2 separate regions of the Sus scrofa genome follow, and region 2 is linked to region 1. Evidence: chromatin contacts called from public Hi-C data. All regions are on one chromosome and are shown on one strand. The core of a region is the stretch at or near the end of the contact, and the rest is flanking DNA. Distances in the headings are between cores, read along the strand shown. Region 1 holds the start of CHD6 (chromodomain-helicase-DNA-binding protein 6). Region 2 overlaps LOC110257407 (a long non-coding RNA gene).

The links. A called contact is a pair of places that touch in the nucleus more often than the background predicts.
Region 2: a contact with region 1 is called in a Hi-C map of liver, with 7 times the contacts expected there. The contact joins the enhancer-like site here to the promoter of CHD6 in region 1. A contact is called at or near these places in 4 of 47 Hi-C or Micro-C datasets (fetal skeletal muscle, heart right ventricle, liver and 1 more) and 1 of 2 datasets of contacts at active chromatin or transcription factors (alveolar macrophages).

Annotation. Positions count from the first base shown.
Region 1 is chr17:44,264,142-44,266,811 of Sscrofa11.1, reverse strand. CHD6 (chromodomain-helicase-DNA-binding protein 6) reads left to right here and starts at 1,340. Exons shown (of 37, transcript XM_021077872.1): 1 at 1,340-1,435.
Region 2 is chr17:44,330,105-44,332,774 of Sscrofa11.1, reverse strand. It overlaps LOC110257407 (a long non-coding RNA gene), which reads right to left. Exons shown (of 4, transcript XR_002339966.1): 1 at 1,046-2,670; 2 at 1-89. Among named protein-coding and RNA genes, the nearest start is that of CHD6, 66 kb to the right of the region's middle. Within about 2 kb of position 1,359, at least 57 of the 83 cell types and tissues checked have an H3K27ac peak or open chromatin away from gene starts, as enhancers often do. A contact at or near this core is called in alveolar macrophages, fetal skeletal muscle, liver and 1 more, where this site is marked.

The DNA of each region.
Region 1 (2,670 bases), core at 91-2,590:
TGGCCAGACAAGGCCAACTCATCCCCCTCTGCCTCCATTTATTTATAGTATTTATCACTCCCTCTCCCCTTGTATTTATTCATTGTCTTTTTTTTTTTTTATGTATGTATGTATGTATGTATGTCTGTCTGACTTTTTGCCATTTCTTGGGCCGCTCCTGCGGCATATGGAGGTTCCCAGGCTAGGGGTCAAATCGGAGCTGTAGCCGCTGGCCTACGCCAGAGCCACAGCAACGCAGGATCCGAGCTGCATCTGCAACCTACACCACAGCTCACTGCAATGCCGAATCCTTAACCCACTGAGCAAGGCCAGGGATCAAACCCACAACCTCATGGTTCCTAGTCGGATTCGTTAACCACTGAGCCACGATGGGAACTCCCTTATTCATTGTCTTTATTTCCCCTTAGCATGCCCATTCCACAAGAGCAAAGCCTTTGTCTTATTGACCACTGTGTCTCCTGAGATCAATGCCTGGCATTTAGTGGGTATTCAGAAATAAGCTACTAACGAATGAATTAAAGAATATTAAACAGTTAGTTGAATCTCTGCCATATGCTGGGCCCTGTCCTTGAGGATGCTACAAGGATGGTGAAGGAGACAGGCCTGAACTAAACACAGCGTAGCTCGTAGCTCGACATCTGATTTTACAGAAGACTCCCGGGGGTGAAAACTCCCGGGATGTGCGGGGCGGGGGGTCTGGGGGAAGGTCCTTGGAAAGAAGCCCGTTTGCCAGGAGTGCTGGGGAGCCAGAAGGAGAGGAAAAGATGCGGCTGGAAACAGAGGCCGGGACTCCTTGGCTCTCCGCCTGGATTCTCGGCATCTTCTCCTGACCTACGGGACCTCGGCCCCAGCAGAATCTCTGTCGCGGGACCCCAGTCACATCCGCTCTCTGTCTCTGAGAGGCCAGCCTGGGTGTTCCACATGGCTAGCCCGCTACCTGAGAGACCACCTGCGGGTTGAACCTCCGCCCCCCTGGGCTCGCTCTGGGTTCCGCCCCCTGCCTGCCGTCTGCATTGGGCAGGACCCCCGCCCCGCCCCCTCAGCCCTCAGGACCCCGGCCCCGCCCCGCCCCCGCGGCCCCGCCACTGGGTCCCGGGGGCGGGGCCGCGCGCAGCGGCGTCTCCAAGGCGGGGGGGCGCGAGGCAGGGGGCGGGGCTTCCCCGGTGCGGGCCAATCAGCGCCGCGATCACATCCATGCAAATACGAGCACAATGGAGCGAGCCCATCACTCGCCCCTGCAAGCAAGCTTGAAATGGGCTTTTATCTGAGCAGCAGCCAGGCTGACCAATGACTCTGTGTTTTGGGCCGGCGAAGCCCAATGGCGTAGCAGGGAAGGCGGGCTCGAGCCGGGTTAGGGTGTCCTTGCAGGGTGTCTGAGCTAAACTTCACCAAATAATAGCTGTTTGTATTTTGGCTGCTGCAGGAGCCATTTTAGGTAAGTTCTTCTCTTAACTTTTTATTTTCCTCCCTGGCCTCGGCGGGCGGGCCTTGTCCGCGGGTCCCCGGCCCCGCCCCGCCGGCCGGGCTGGGGTGCCCCTATGAATGAAGCCAGGATGAGGGGCTGCGGCGGCGCCGAGGCCCGACCGGGCCGGGGTCCGAGCGGGGCCGGCGGCGGGCGGCCTGGCGGAGGGCAGGCGGCGGCCTGAGGCCTGAGGCAAGCGGCCAGCCTCCGCCGCGTTCCGCTCCGGCTCACGCTCAGGCCGCGCTCTGGCCGGGCTGCCGTCCTTGGGAGTGCGCCGCCGCGGGCCCCGCGGAGGGGCGGGGGTCCGGGCAGCCCCCGGCCCCGGGCCAGGCGTGCGGGGGCGGGGCGTGCGGAGGGCTCCCCATCCCCCCAACTCCTTGGGGCCGGCCCGAGGAGGGGGACCCCCCCACCTCAGCCAGGTCGGGCAGCGGCTGGGGGTGGCCGCTCTTCCCGCCGCCGTCGCCCCCGCGGAGAAGTTGCTCTATTGCCGTCCTGCGTCTGTTTGCAGGGGTGGAGGAGGGTGGGCTGGTGCCAGGCTGCTGCTCCGGGAGGGGCCGGGGGCCCCGGCGCGTCCTCGGAGCGCGCACCCCCTCCGCCCCCTTCTTACGCGCTAGCGCGCACTCGTCCCGAAAATTGGAACCCTGGAGGTGTCCAGCAACCCCGCAGCCAAGTTTTGTGCATTATTAGATTGCATGTTTGAGCTTACAAAAAAGGAACCTGGCCCCTTCATGGTATTTATTTCCTTCGCTGTTGAGAAGTGACGGAGTCTGTTGCTCCCAAATTTCCAGGGACATGCTTGTCAGATGTGCAGAGGGTTAGCAGCTACTTGGTTTTAAAAAGGACGCTATTAGGAAATCCCCTCACTAGTGAGATAATTGAAATTTGAGTTTGTTTGCAGCTTCAGTTTTATTTGATCCAATTAAAAATGCATAAGCAGACACTTACATTTGTGTACATAAAGTGTTCCTAGTTCCAGTTATGAGTGATGTGACTGTGGTTTCGGTAGTGTGTGATTTAATAAAGCAGTGTAATTCAATTTTGGACCTGTAGGCCCATGTTCTCCAAATTAGGGTTTATGGACTATTAGTAATCTGGCCAAGTTTTCTAGTGAATCCTTGGCATCTTTGGGGCTGTATATGCGCCTTACTCCCCACCCCCTCAACACTGCTTATTTCTGGTGTAGCAGATCCACGAATAGAGAAAATACT
Region 2 (2,670 bases), core at 110-2,609, 66 kb before region 1:
AGGTACCAGGTGGAGGCTAGCGATGGCTAGCTCTTTCACTCATTCTCTCAATAGATATTTAATCTGAAAATACTGCCTGGCCTCATGTCCTGCATCACAGAGAGAGAGAAAACAAGTTCCCGAGAGGAGGCATTCCCTGTCTCATGGTAGAGCTTGGTAAGCAAACCCATAATTAAAAAGCCAGGGTACCAGAAGTGAGTTGAGAGTGTACAGAGGGAACAGCACAAAGGAGGTGATATTCTGGCCAAGCCAGGGAAGATGAATAGAATTTTGTCTGTTCAGCAAGCATACTGAAGAAGGCATGAGAAGCAGAGGAAACAGCATTTGCCAAAAAGGGAGACTAGGAAGCAAAGTCTAGTTCTGAAGGTCCTTGAGCACTAGGCCTAAGGAGTCTGACTTGTAGGGGACGCCAAGCCTCTAAAGGGAGTAAAATAATATTTGAGCTACGAAAAGATTTCTATATAACCAGTATGGGATGGCTTAGAAGAAAGATAACTGGAGAAAGGAAGGCCAACCTCAATTTGCTCCAGTCTCTCCCTACCTCACTATCCTCCAGTCACAGGAAATTCTCAGTTCCTTGACTAATAAAATACTAACTTGTTTCCCACTTCAGGGCCTTTGCACTTGCTGTTGCCTCTGCCTGGATTATTCTTCTCCTGGAGCTTTTTTATCAGCTTTCAGGTCTTAAACCAAACATTTCTTCCTTTCCCTAATCTCTCCATTTCACTTATGGCTCCCTCCATTATTCTATCTTTAACAATCAGTTTCTTTTTTCTATTCACTACAATTTGAAATTTTATTCTTATTTATGTTATATAATCAATGTCTGTCTCCTGACCCCTCCCCTATTAGACTGTAAACTCCACGAGGGTGGAGTCATGTCTGGCCCATTCAACACTGCATCCCCAGCACCCAGCACCCAGCACCAAGCACAATGTCTGGCACTCAGCACACTCTCAATAAATGCAGGATAGATGAGACTGTCCAAATAGCCAGAATAACGGTGGTTAAGGGAGTAGAAGAGAAACTAAGAAAAGGAGACTACCATCACACGACGTGGACATCACGTTTGAGACAACAATCAGATTTAGTTTCGATTGTACTGAGTTCCGACTACACTACTAGCTATATAGTCTTCATCCACCCTCAGTTTTCCAACCCGTAAAATGAGGGCAATACCCCTGCAGCTAAGCAGAACAAATGTCCCGCCAAGGCAGAAACAATAGGGTTAGGGGACAGCCGTGACAGCCCCGAAGACCAGCTACCCACTGAAAAGAGCTGGAAGAACAGCTGTCGCTCCCTAGGGGCGGAAGTCACTGCCCGATGCAAGTCCTGGCATAAAATGGATCCCCCGTATACGCAGCGCCATGATTCTTTGCACCCTCACAATGCATCCGATGAGCAGCAAGAGCCGGGGGGTAATTTGGGGCCGTTATCGTTCCTTTCTTTTAAAATAGGGTGCCCCATTTCTCAACAAATTTCTCTAAAAATTGCTTAATCAAAATCTATGCTTGGAGAACTCCAGGACTACGGGATTGAAGGGAAATTCCCGTTTGGGACAACTCGGAGGTAGATGAGTGGATGCTCCGACGCAGCGCCACCTGCTGGCGGGGAGGAGCCAGTGTGGAAGATCTGCCGCGCCCCTCCTCTTCCCACTAGTTCCCGTTGCACTCCAACCCGCAGGACTGGGAGAGACGCGGCCGGACGCGGAGGCCCTCGAGTTACTGCATTTCCCAGAGACCTCTGCCCAAAAGGAGGGGCCGCGGCGGCTTGGTTTCCCCGCCTCCACAGAGCGGGATGTTTTAATCCTGGAGGTATCTGTCCTCCTGGCGCCTGCTGAGGTCCACGTGAATACTGGACAAGCCCAGCACTGCCTCCAGAAATCACCGGGAAGAAATCAGGGCGAAGTAATCAGGGCCGCAAGACCCTATGGGAAAAGTAGTTTCCAAAAATATTTCTGGGAAATAGTGGAAGGGAGGCTGCAAGGTTTGATAGCCAATTAGGGCCGGACTCGGGGGTTGTCACGTGACCTGCGCAGTCCGCTGCCCAGGGGCTTCAGCTCGGGCTTTGGCTTCGCCTGCGCTGCGGGAGGGTGGAGTGCCCTGCTGTGGTCTGAGCTGCTGCCGCCGCCTCGACTCCTCAACTGGTCTTCTCTTTCCCTGAGCAGCCCTTGCTGGCCAATCACAGCACCGACCGTATATTTGCATGTATTTGAACTTGGCTTTGCAGGACCTCGCCAACCTTTTCTCCTACCTTGGCCTCTGCAGCAGCCAAATTGAGGAGTTCGACTTGCTTCAAAGTTTTGCTGGATAAATCATTCATCAGTTGTTGGTGCGCCTCATCTTTAGGGACCTTTTTCACGCTCTGTTCTCATTTGGCTACTTTGTCTTCATCCATCACCTTGCCGCCTCAAAAACTTAAGTCCCGGAACCCATCTTTTTTAAGAACCCATCTCTTTTTCGGTATCGGCCTCCTCTAATTTCATATACCTCAAAGACTCAAATGAATGTTAAGTAACACATAAGGAATGAAATAGGAAATAGAAAAAAGCGTGGCAAAGACGCTAAATTGCTATAAGTTAAAAGTTTTAAAGGAACTCAGCAAGTTAAAGTTTTTTAAAAAGCATGCTGTTGGAAAGAGTACGTGTTTCTGATAGAAAAACAGCCGTTG